Linked DNA regions of Mus musculus: all the other regions are linked to region 3. The links are chromatin contacts, called in public Micro-C maps. All regions are on one chromosome and are shown on one strand. Each heading gives the region's core, a stretch centred on a gene start, on an enhancer-like site or on the middle of the called end of the contact. The rest is flanking DNA. Distances are from core to core; before and after follow the strand shown.

Evidence for each region. A called contact is a pair of places that touch in the nucleus more often than the background predicts.
Region 1: a Micro-C map of the HL-1 cell line shows a contact between it and region 3, with 4 times the contacts expected there. The contact joins two enhancer-like sites. A contact is called at or near these places in 7 of 484 Hi-C or Micro-C datasets (the C10 cell line, the HL-1 cell line, Th1 cells and 3 more) and 3 of 115 datasets of contacts at active chromatin or transcription factors (CD8 T cells, embryonic stem cells and pancreatic cancer cells).
Region 2: a contact with region 3 is called in a Micro-C map of the HL-1 cell line, with 2.9 times the contacts expected there. The contact joins two enhancer-like sites. A contact is called at or near these places in 2 of 15 datasets of contacts at CTCF or cohesin (CD8 T cells and the NIH/3T3 cell line), 6 of 484 Hi-C or Micro-C datasets (the HL-1 cell line, Sertoli cells, liver and 2 more), 4 of 115 datasets of contacts at active chromatin or transcription factors (the 3134 cell line, CD8 T cells, heart atrium and 1 more) and 1 of 9 other capture datasets (liver).

What each region holds. Positions count from the first base shown.
Region 1 is chr3:22,008,317-22,012,103 of GRCm38.p6, forward strand. No RefSeq gene overlaps it. Among named protein-coding and RNA genes, the nearest start is that of Gm31813, 46 kb to the left of the region's middle. Within about 2 kb of position 2,450, at least 41 of the 459 cell types and tissues checked have an H3K27ac peak or open chromatin away from gene starts, as enhancers often do. A contact at or near this core is called in the HL-1 cell line, bone marrow-derived macrophages and pancreatic cancer cells, where this site is marked.
Region 2 is chr3:21,958,948-21,963,153 of GRCm38.p6, forward strand. All of the region lies in intron 1 of Gm31813 (a long non-coding RNA gene), which reads right to left. Among named protein-coding and RNA genes, the nearest start is that of Gm31813, 3.3 kb to the right of the region's middle. Within about 2 kb of position 1,559, at least 22 of the 459 cell types and tissues checked have an H3K27ac peak or open chromatin away from gene starts, as enhancers often do. A contact at or near this core is called in the HL-1 cell line, where this site is marked.
Region 3 is chr3:21,818,776-21,822,687 of GRCm38.p6, forward strand. No RefSeq gene overlaps it. Among named protein-coding and RNA genes, the nearest start is that of 7530428D23Rik, 20 kb to the left of the region's middle. Within about 2 kb of position 1,471, at least 27 of the 459 cell types and tissues checked have an H3K27ac peak or open chromatin away from gene starts, as enhancers often do. A contact at or near this core is called in the HL-1 cell line, bone marrow-derived macrophages and pancreatic cancer cells, where this site is marked.

The DNA of each region.
Region 1 (3,787 bases), core at 1,200-3,699, 190 kb after region 3:
CTTAGGAACATCTGCCTTAGCTCAGAACTTGGTCTGGAGCTAGCAGCAATGGGGCAGCAGCTCTCATGAGGCTCTTTCTTCAGTATGACTTCATGGCAACAGCATTTCTCTTCGCTTCCTGTACGATCCCATGAGCCTTTATTAAGCCCATTGCAACTAAAACCAGCCTGGGTGAACTCGGTTATTTTCAGGTAAGAACTTTGAGCAGCATGGTAATTATAGCAAACTTGAAGCTAAGTAGCCTTGCTCTCGAGAAATGCTTATCTGATGATGTTTTAGAGAACTGTGGTCACATGAGAAGGAGGAGCTAGGCAAGTCTGGGAAGACCAAGTTACTAATTACCAAAAGTAGAAGTTCACATGGGGTAAAAAAAAAAAAAAATCCCGATTAGCTGTGCTCTACTATTATAGAAGCAAAGACAGGATGATAGTTAATTTCATGTGTCAACTTACCTAGATAAACTGTACCCCGATATTTAGTTCAGTGGAGGTCAGGGTGTGGCTGTGAAGTTATTAATTAATTAATTAATTTACATACTTGTGTATATGTATATGATGTATATGTAGTGGAGGAGTATACATATATACACATGGAAGCCAAAAGACAACCTTGGGCTTCCTTCCTCAAGTTCTGTGTACCTCTTCTTAATTTTTTACTTTTCTTTCTTTCTTTCTTTCTTTCTTTCTTTCTTTCTTTCTTCTTCTTCTTTTTTTTTTTTTTTTTTTTTTGGTTAATTTGTATGAGTGTACTTTCATATCTTTTGGGGGCTGGGTGCTGAAATTCAGTCTCTCAGTTCAGTGCCCTAGTGTTTGTCTAGCAGGATAGGGGAGTGATTCCTGAATCCCAGGATTTTGAGATAGATAGATAGATAGATAGATAGATAGATAGATAGATAGATAGATGATAGATATTTCTACCACTAAGTTTATAAAAGTGCATCAGCACAACCAGACTCTCTAAAGTTTTGTTTCATTATTTGTTTATTTATTTCCTTACTTACTTATTTAATGTGTATAAGTGGTTTTCCCAGAGTGTGTATGTGCACCACATGCAAGCCTGGTGCCTGAAGAGGTTATGGATTATCAGGAGTCACCTTGTAGGCACAGAAGTTGAACTCAGGTCCTCAGAAGACCAAGTACCTCTTCAGCCCCCACTGAATGGGTTCTGGGAATCAAATTCAGGTCATGGAATTTTCAGGCATATTGTTCGTTCATCATGTATCCACGGCTGACATCAAATTCCCTTTGTAGAATAAGATGACTTTTGAATCCCTGATCCTTCTACCTCTATTTTCAGAAGTGATTATAGGCGTGCATCACCAGGCCAGTGTTATGCAGAGCTAAGGAGAGAATTCAGGGCTTCATGCACACTAATCAAGTACTCTGTCAATTAAACTTTGCCCTAGATCCTCCTGAAGGCTTCTTCTTTCTTTTCTTTTCTTTCTTTTTTCTTTTTTTTTTTTTTTTTAGTACTATATTGGTCTGCTTTGAGTCCCTATGATAGATGGGCTCCTCAAAATCATTTACAACCCCAAGAGAAAAAGATCCACTGCAATGGAAGAAGGAGTTCGGCCTTCAGACTGCCTTCAGAGTTTGAACAGGACTCTCTCTCTTGAGTCTCCATCTTATTATCATGCTTTACAGATAGATTCAAATTGGTAGAACTGATAAAAGCAAGAGGCAGTTCTTTTGAAATCTCTTCCCATACTCTCAGATAAAGCAGAACTGTGACTAATCCAGACAGGCAGACGATTTAGCCATGACCTGGGTTGGCTTAGAGAACTATATGTTCTCTAAAAAGAGTGCCTTGTGTTCTTGTGGCCACAGGGCTGTGGAGACTGAAATTATGACACTGTGTTATCTTTTGGGTTGTTGAATTACAACATTCCTGAGTTTCAGCACCTCCTAATTTCTCTAAGTATCTCCCAGTCAGTGAATGATTAGATGGGACAGTGCAGGAAGTTGGGTGACTCATAATGTTCAAATTCCCAAATCCTTCTAGATTTCCCAGACACAAGCAGTCCTTTTTGATTTGTCTGATGAGGCCATGCCAGTCTCTCTTGTGTCCCAGGCAACAGTCCAGACTGGCAGTTGCCTCTTCCCATGCCTTTTCCAGGAGAGCAAAGCTCTTAGCCCATAATGATATGACCTGCCATCCTGACTAGAGTCTGTCATGCTGCTATGGATTAGATCTGGGCTTTCTCCAAAGGCTCATGTGTTGAAGGATGGTTCGCAATGCAGTGGATTTCAGAGGTGTGGCTTTGGATCTTCACTGGCTCATAAGTACTTTGACCTCTTTAGTATCTTATGCCATCAATCTACTGTAGTCTAAGGACTATCCAGGTGTGATACTGACAAGGAAGTGGATCCAATGTGAAGAAGCAGGACCCTGGTAACCTGCCCTGGTTTATGTTTCTCAGACTCAGACACAGTGCAGACAATGACCAACAGACTGGAAGCTCTGAACCCATAAGACACAGCACTTCCTTCTGGTTGATCTGTTCAAGGATTGTGTCACAGTACTAGTGTCTTAGTCAGGGTTTCTATTCCTGCACAAACATCATGACCAAGAAGCAAGTTGGGGAGGAAAGGGTTTATTCAGCTTACACTTCCATACTGCTGTTAATCACCAAGGAAGTCAGGACTGGAACTCAAGCAGGTCAGGAAGCAGGAGCTGATGCAGAGGCCATGGAGGGATGTTCTTTACTGGCTTGCCTCACCTGGCTTACTCAGCCTGCTTTCTTATAGAACCAAGACTACCAGCCCTGAGATGGTCCCACCCACAAGGGACCTTTCCCCCTTGATCACTAATTGAGAAAATGCCTTACAGTTGGATCTCATGGAGGCATTTCCTCAACTGAAGCTCCTTTCTCTGTGATAACTCCAGCTGTGTCAAGTTGACACAAAACTAGCCAGTACAATTGACCCCTTGTCAACTTGACACACAAAAACATCACTAGTAAGCCTCAACCCTTACAATCTTATTTATCCCCATTCTAAATAACTTTAAAAGTCCCACAGTCTTTACATATTCTTAAATTTTCAATCTCTTTAAAATATCCATCTCTTTTAAATTTCAAAGTCTTTTTACAATTAAAAGTCTCTTAACTGTGGGCTCCACTAAAACAGTTTCTTCCTTCAAGAGGGAAAATATCAGGGCACAGTCACAATCAAAAGCAAAAGTCAATCTCCAACCGTCCAATGTCTGGGATCCAACTCACGATCTTCTGGGCTCCTCCAAGGGCTTGGGTCACTTCTCCAACCAGGCCCTTTGTAGCACACACATCATCCTCTAGGCTCCAGATGCCTGTACTCCACTGCTGCTGCTGCTCTTGGTGGTCATCTCATGGTACTGGCATCTCCAAAACACTGCATGACCCCTTCAGTCCTGGGCCTTCAATTGCAACTGAGGCTGCACCTTCACCAATGGCCTTCCATGGCCTCTCACAGTGCCAAGCCTCAGCTGCTTTGTGTGACCCCTTCATGCCTTCAAAACCAGTACCACCTGGGTGACCCTTACATATTACCAAGTCCTGCTGCAGCAGGAGTACAACCTTGGCCATCTCTGGAACACAGCCTCTTTGTGCTTTCAGAAAATACTTCCCAGAAGATGTCACCTCAATAATGCTGGTCTCTTCTTAGTCACCGCTAATTTCTTAGCCCCAGCTAACCAGCATCAATAGTCCCAGTAATGCAAAGGTTTTGCTTTAGTAGTTCTGGTATCTTGTTAATCACAACTGATTCTTCAGTCCCAGCTAACCAGAACCACAGAATAATCAAACTCCAAA
Region 2 (4,206 bases), core at 309-2,808, 140 kb after region 3:
TAGTCATGAGATCACAGGAGCACTCCTCTTTAGAGCCCTTGAAGACCCAACCTACGGATACCCAGGATCCTAAGCCCAGAAAAGTGCTTGTGGGGGTTGGCCAGGGAGACATGTTTACATTGATTGGCCCAAATACAATCACATGGGCACATACGTGTCATCTATCTGCATCCTCAAATGGAACAGAGAACTGAAACCCTGGGGATTGATAGCAGCATTAGCTTCAGGGATAAACTCCTTTAGTGGGATTTTTATTGAATTCCTTATTTCTCTGATACCCAACACTTTATTTATTTATTATTATTATTATTTTAGAATGCTTTAAGGAATACTGTCTGAAGATTCCCCCAAATCATCGTTCTTCAGTTATTTTAGACAGTGCACCCTGTACCAAAATGTGTCACTCTTCTCTCTCAAGCTGCCTCGGGAACACCACTCCAATATCTACTCATGTGGCATTAGTTTTGAGGCACTTAAAAAAAAATTCTATGAATCTATCACTCCACCCAATGTCTACTGAGAGGAGGTAGCACTGACTTTTCTTGTTGCTATGACAAAATATTCAGCGAAAGCAGCTTAACGAAGGGCAGTTTTTTCTGGCTCCTGATCCAAGGGCTCCAAGTGCACTGAGGCAGGGAAGGCCTGGGGGGAGCATGAGGCAGTCCTTCACATTTAGGCCTCTGTCAGGAAGTGTGGATGCCAGAGTTTAGCTGGCTTCCTCCTTTTTATTCAGTCAGGTCCTTCTACCTGTGGGAATCCAAATTCACGGGGTGGGTCTTTCCATCTCAGGCAATCTAATCTAGAAATCCTCTCAGATTAGGCCCAGAGGTTTGCCTTCTAGGTGATCCTAGAGCCAGTCAAGTAGACAGGCAATACTAACAGCAACAGAGAAGAAACTTCTCTCAGGTCTTAGCCTAAGAACCAAGCTTCTTTTGAGTTAAATTTTCTTTTTAAAAATCATTCTATATACTGGATTATTGACCCATGTCCTATTTCCAATTTTGCTTATGCCATTAGGAGTCTCAGAGCCCCTGTTCTCTAGACATAGAGCACGGTCTGTCCAATGTTTTGTAATTTTCCTATCAGAAGCAATGTTCCTCTCACTCTAACTGTTCCTCTTATTTCTTTTGTAGTTTTCACATTTTAGGAAGGGAACTTCAAGACCATTGTGATTTAAGATGAGAAACCATAATCACCCCAGGTACCTGGAAGGCCAACTGGTAATTTAATAATATGTGGGACTTGAAGTAGAAACTGAACTGGACTTTAGTTACAGGGGCTATTCAGAGAGACGAATGTGACAGATGTTCTGCAGCAGGCTCAGTGTCCCCTGCCCAGGAAGCTGTGTGAATAGCTACCCCTCTCAGGTCCATAGTATTTCTGGTGACTTTGTTACATCTTAGAGGTGAAAATGCTGAATGTCACAGATATAATTAAAATGCCCTCTTAGACTCTTTTCTTACAGAGGAGCTTTGAACACACAGAACTAGAGGGAATCGTTCAGAAATTAGCCATGGGGTCACATTGAAGATCAACTGTGACCATGTAACATAGTGGCATCAGTGACTCAGGCCACTCTGCCAGCTTTTACGTATGACACTGAATCATAGGACTGCATCATCTCTTCTCATAAAATCAACCTGCAATAAATATTTCATACACATGAAAACAATTGTAAACTCCAAGAGTTTTGGTTAGTGGGTTGTTTGTTTGTGGCACTCTACACTGTAGCCCAGGCTAGCCTTGAACTTTGTAAATAGCCAAAGCTGAACATGAGCTTCTGGTCCGCCTACATTCACTGTCTAAGGCCCAGGATTACAGGAATGTGTACCATACCAGATTCATGCAGTGCTGGAGATCAAACCTGGATCTTCTGCATACTAGAGAAACAGGCACTCTACAGTCTAAGCTATAGCCTCAGGCTTCCCCAAAGGTTTTTAGCAATAAAGAGTTGTGTTTAGACAAAGAGCTGGAAGGTGACCTACACAATCCAGGCTAGCACTGGAGATGCTCAGAAACCCCTGTGATCAAAGAAAGCTGCTGATCTCTCCACTTTGAAGAGCAGATCATTTTCACTATATGAAGGTGGAAATTTGTATAGATGGGATGCGTTAATATTAGTGGGAATTGGCTGCGGCCCCTGGACAGTTAATCCACCTCTTGCTTTCAGGAATCTGACCCACCCTAAGAACACAGCAGTAGATTTTCCAAGAGCAGGCTGGACGAGAGTAGGTTGGCTGCACCAGTAAGCGACTAAAAAGTCTTTGTCAGCCTGGCTGAAGCCAAGAACCATCTCAATTTCCTGATTGCCTAAGTCAACATGCCCAACTCACAGAACCTCCCAACCGTAGCAAGGGAGGGACTGAGCCCGCCACGTTGAGGCTTTGCTTATAGTTCATAAACCGCTGCTAAAAATGTATTTTATGGTGAAACAGGAGATTAGCTAATCTACCTGGTTAACAAAAAGCCACCCTCAAATGTTTCCTGTGTACACTGTGAAACCTTGAGGTGACAGAGAAGTTCCCCATGCCCCCCAGTGTCCCTCCCATCTCCCCCATCCTGACTTTATCTGAGACAAGTTACAGGCAGACTGCCATTGTCTAATGGTTCTTGGTTCCTGCTTCCAGATTAAATCTGCTTGGAAAAAGAAAAAAAAAACTAACTAAAAAATATTTAAATTTTGTTGTGTGATTTTGTTATTTCTGGAAGAAGTTTAGTTTTGTTTTGTTTTTACATTGAGTGGATGGTTTCATTTTGTGTGAGAACCGCATGTATACTCCAGAAACAAGCAACAACAAAAAAACCTATCAAGCAAAACAAGCAAACAAGCAAACCAAAATCAGCCTAGTTCTGCCTAGCAACTGGCCACTGAAGCAACTAAGGACACAGACACCTGGGACTGGACTCAGACACATGACAGGAAGCAGGCTTCTCCTGGGCTTCACACACTGAAGTACCATGTAGATGTTTTCTTAACTCACAGTCAATGCCATTAGAATTCTTTTCAGACTTCCTTTACGAGACCATTTTGGTTTTCGGTTCGGTTTGACTTTTCTTTTTAGGGTAAAAGCATGGGAATTTCCCAACTGCAATGTTCCACCTCAGACCTCATACTGTCTTCTTTCTCTTCTCGTTCTGTTTGCTAAGCAGACCATGGGGGAGGCACATCTCCGTTATCTGGTAGCCTTTGGGTAAGGACTGAGAAAACGTTGACAAGCAACTATTCCAGGCAAACAGAGTCTGGAATCGTGAGAACACCTATATTCACGCATAACGAACTAATATAGCACTAGTCTAAAACATCTCCAGGTTTAGAGCTGTGATTTTACTCTTTGCTGTGTGGTGCCTATGTTTGTAGTGTTCACATTACATGTTCTCAGTCACTCTCCATGTTCCGCTTTGAAACAGGGTCTTTCACTATGTCTTGAGCTCTCTGAATCAGCTAGAACGGTTGGCCTATGGATCTTAATGTGAGAAAGTTTTTTGCTAACAAGAGCTCATACTCTTTGAGCTTCCCCCTTCCCTTTCGTGCCAATGAGCCAACTGAGTCATATTGTGAAATCAAGCTTGCACCAGTGGAATGAGACACAGTCACCTCCTGTATTAGAGATAAAAATCAGAGGTCACTTGGCCATGTGTGTGTTTTCTAGCCCCGTCTGGGTTCTGGCATGCCCTTTGTACACAAAGTTCCTCGCCACGTTGAGTTTGCTTTGTTTGTGTGTGCCATTGTTTGACATCATGATTATTCTTTTCCTGTCTTAACTCTCCAGTACTTGCTTTTATACGTGTTCTGAGGACCAAACTCAGGTTGTTAGGCTTGCAAGGCAAGCACGCTACTGACAGAGCCTTCTGCCTCAGCCTTGAAGCTGCATTTGGATATTGCTTAGTCTCTGATATAGAGGACTCTGTGCTGAATCTTTCCATGATAAACTGCTGTCTTGCCTGACCTCTCCCTTCATCGTTTTCCTAGTGAATTTGTTGTCATATGTTTAATTAGGGAAGACTTAAACACTCCAAACTTAGTTCTGACAGAAGACTTGCCCCTCCCCCAACAGCACAAGGTTGCGCCTCCTCGGTTTTCTTTGTGCATGAAAATGTCAAAGCAATACCGAACAAGAGTACTAAATTGTATAAATCCTGCATGTAGTTAATTCACATACTGTTCACACAACAAAGCAAACAGCATTTCAAAACAGAGAAAGTTAA
Region 3 (3,912 bases), core at 221-2,720:
GATTCACAGAATAACCTGGTTCTAGAAAAGAGAATGCATGAACGGTGCTCCAGTGGCACCTCAGCTACCCCAAGAGGATGTTGGTGAGGTCATGGAAGCCTGTATTAAAGTGATGGCGTTAGATGAGAGGAAAAGAAAGAGTCATAACAGAGAGGAATTAGCCAGGCTTTGTAAATAAAAGATCAAGAGGACCTCTGATTTTAGACTTGGGAATAATGGCATCACTAAATAGGACAGGGACAGTCCAAAAGTAATCAGGAATAAGTGCTACTTAAGCTGGAAAAAACATTACTAATGCCGAACACATGCTGGTCTATTCTCAAACAACGGGGCAACACTCTTTTTCTTAATGACTGTGTTGTCTACCGTGACAGGTGGCCCAAAGGAGGGTTAACAGAGCCCCAAGGACCTCCAGGTCTCTAGCTCAATGTCATGGTTCTCAAGTGTCTAAAATTGTTGCCATATCTTATCTAACAGCTGTCCACTGACTTATGTGAGAACAACTAGAAGACTTCAGTTAGGTTCTGGCAAAACAGGTGTTCCTCTTTAAACCTGATACCCTCCTTAGTAGAGGAGAGACTTTTGTGAAAAACTAAACCACCTCTCGTCCTTTGGTTGTCTGCTAAGATATTTTTGGACTAATCAGAACCATTCAAGCATGGGATAGCATATCTGTTTGAAATAATTAAAAATTTTAGGAGTCAAGTTCTTGCCTAGCATACATGAAGCCCTGGGTTCAATCCCCGATACCACATAAAGTGAGCCTAGTGCCATATACCTGCAACCCAGCACTCGGAAGATAGCAACAGGAGGATAGAAATTCAAAGTCATCCTTGATTACACACCAAATTTGAGGACAACCTGAGATGCATGACACCCACCCTCCCCTCCCCCATTATGATGGCCCGGCAAAAGTAGTTTTAAAAGTCAAGGGTGTATGCTGAAGAAGCATGCTAAATTTGTCATTCAACAGCTTCCCTGCTTTTATCTTCCCTCTACTCTTTCAAGGTCATTTCCAAGGTGACTTCGAATGTTTTAGCTTTCTGTCAGTTCTTTAACAGCATCTGGTTCTGGGGGCAGTGGGGGACATTCACAAAGAAAGAATGGGTTTCTCTCTGTTCAGAAATACTGAAGATATCCAGGATGAGGACCACAGCCAGCTAGTGAGTCTGTAGGTTTTTGAAGCATATACATATATATTTATTAACATATACTTATATATTTACACATATGAATAAAATAGTTCCTTCCTTCCAAATTCAGAGTTACAAGATAAACATCCTAAGCATGAGGGGACACACACAGATTGATCCCCCAAACCTCCACAGCAGTAGACTACGATCTACTGAAAAGATGTATGTGGACGGCTCCTGTAGCAAACTACAACAATTGAAGTCTCATAAGAATTGTGCGTGAGTCTGTGCATTCCTCTGTGTCAGCTGAGGCCACAGGAATTCTGGCAGGAGTTTAAAAGTAGACCCATCCCTGTTGCTATTTGCAGCTCTGCCAGAATCCAAGAACCCAGGATGGTTATCAACAATGTAAGCAAGGAATCAAGCCAAAGCATTTTCCCTATCCCTCTCACCACACTGCCCAAAAAAGCAGGAAGTAGCCACAAAACTTGATTGCAACATGCAAAGACAATCAATCTGATGCCTGCTTTGTAACTGTGATATATAAAGCACATCTAGAGCCTTTCCCACAAGCATTTTAGGTTTAATTTTGGAATTTCTGAGTTAATCAAAGAGTTGGTTTTTTATTGTTGGTGGTGGGTTTCTTTCTTTCTTTCTTTCTTTCCCCATGATGATAGAGGCAGCTCTGTGAACTCAGTAGGGTTGATGTCTGAAAAAGGAAAGAACGGTCAGGTTACCCACATGATCAGCAGAAACATGACAGCTGGCTAAAGTCTTAGGAAGAAATTCAACATAGAGCTAGCTACTTACAGTTAAATAATTAACACAAGCAGCACTATTGCCTATTATGAAGCATCTTGAGTGTTTTCAATGTTCTGCTATAATGTCATACAGCCTTTGATTTGGTATCTATTGATTTGCATATTTGCATTCATGTGGGGTTATGTGTTTGCCAGTGCATATGGAACCCAAAGGACAACCTCAGATACCATTCCTCAGGTGCTGTCCACTGTTTCTTATTTTATTCATTTACTGTAATTTTAATTTTATTTATTTATGTTGAGACAGGGTCTCTCACTGGCCTAAAATTTACGAAGGAAGCTAAACTGGCTGGTAATGAACACCAGGATCCATCTGTCTCCACCTCTGAGAGACCACGAGTATGCTTTTTATTATTGTTTTCTATTTATTTTTTTATGTGAGTTCTGGGATTTAAACAGATCCACGGGCTTCTAAGACAAGCGTCATTTGGGATGGGGCATCTCACCAGCTCTGTTGTTTTTTTGTTTTGTTTTGTTTTTGTTTTTGTTTTAACCCTGTATTTATGTGAGAGAAGTGAGACTTCAAATGCTCACCAGCTCTGTTGTTTTTTTGTTTTGTTTTGTTTTTGTTTTTGTTTTAACCCTGTATTTATGTGAGAGAAGTGAGACTTCAAATGCTAGGAAACAAAGCTCAATAGATCAACTAAACTAGGCCTCTCCAGGCCTCACAGAACTGCCACACCGCTCTGTCAAGAACTGATAGTGTCAGAGCTCGATAACTCAGGCTCCTTTGATGCTTTTAGGAAGTGTCTCTCATCACATGCCACCAGAAAATCTTAGCTAAACTGAACTTTTCGTTACTTGATTTTTAATTTCATAGCTAAGATGCTTGGTTAAAAAAAAAAGTATCCTTCTCTCACAGAGACTGAGGTAGGTTAGCGATAAAGGAGCTGGAGGCATCTTCCTCCACCCCCACCCGAACCACCACAGGGCGAATCAGCTTTCAAAACCTGGCTGTGTGTTAGAGGAGCCAGAGCTTTTAAAGAATACTTCACAGCATCAATCCAGGGATTGCTTAAGAAAAAACGCAGAGGGATTGAGACTGAATCTCAGTGTTAAAACTCTCATCTCCTCAACATGAGTCTAATGAATTTTTTCCTCTGTTTTCCTCTTTCACACTTTGGTGTGCCTACAATGAGAGAGAATTCTGCGTACTATACTTTTGCACTTGTTTATGCTAATCGCAAGTGCTGTATAACCTTGACTGTCCACTGAAGATACCTGAGAAACAGTAATCCCAACGCTACCCGATTTCTCCTGTGTGGACTGTGTCTATCCTCAGGTGGTTTCAAATGTCAAGCAATTTAGAATCACTGCCCTGTGGCTACCACACTGAAGCTCAATGCCCAAGGAAATTCACCATGAATACAAATTGTTCTCCATATCCATGAACTCTGTGGCCTCAGCCAACCCAGACCACAAATACACACACATTATTATATAAATATTTATTAATAAATATCACACTAAAACACAATAAATAAAACAAATCTTGCAGCACATTTTGTGGCTGCAAGCAAACATTGGCCTATCATAAGAACTTGAGCCTCCACAGATTTTGGATGCTCCACAAATGACAGGAATTCTTGGATCCAATCCCTCATGGATACATATACCAAGGAACATTTGTATTTACAACTTTGAATTGGGTGTTACCGGTAAATGGCCTAATAAAAGAATAGGAGGAACTCCAGCCCCTCAAAACAATTAGATACTGATGTCTAAGACTGCACAAATAACAACATAAATGAATGTCGATTTTGAGGAATAAGATGGAGTTTTATCCATAGAAACAACTGAGTAATAGTCATAATGGTTAATTAGGTAAGTGATTTCCAAAACATATTCCAATGATGACTAATATAATAAACTTCAGACTTCTAACTCAGTGACATATTTTTTCATGCTTCTCTTAATAGTCCATTAAGGTTTGGCAATTAAGTCAATAAAAGGTCGAG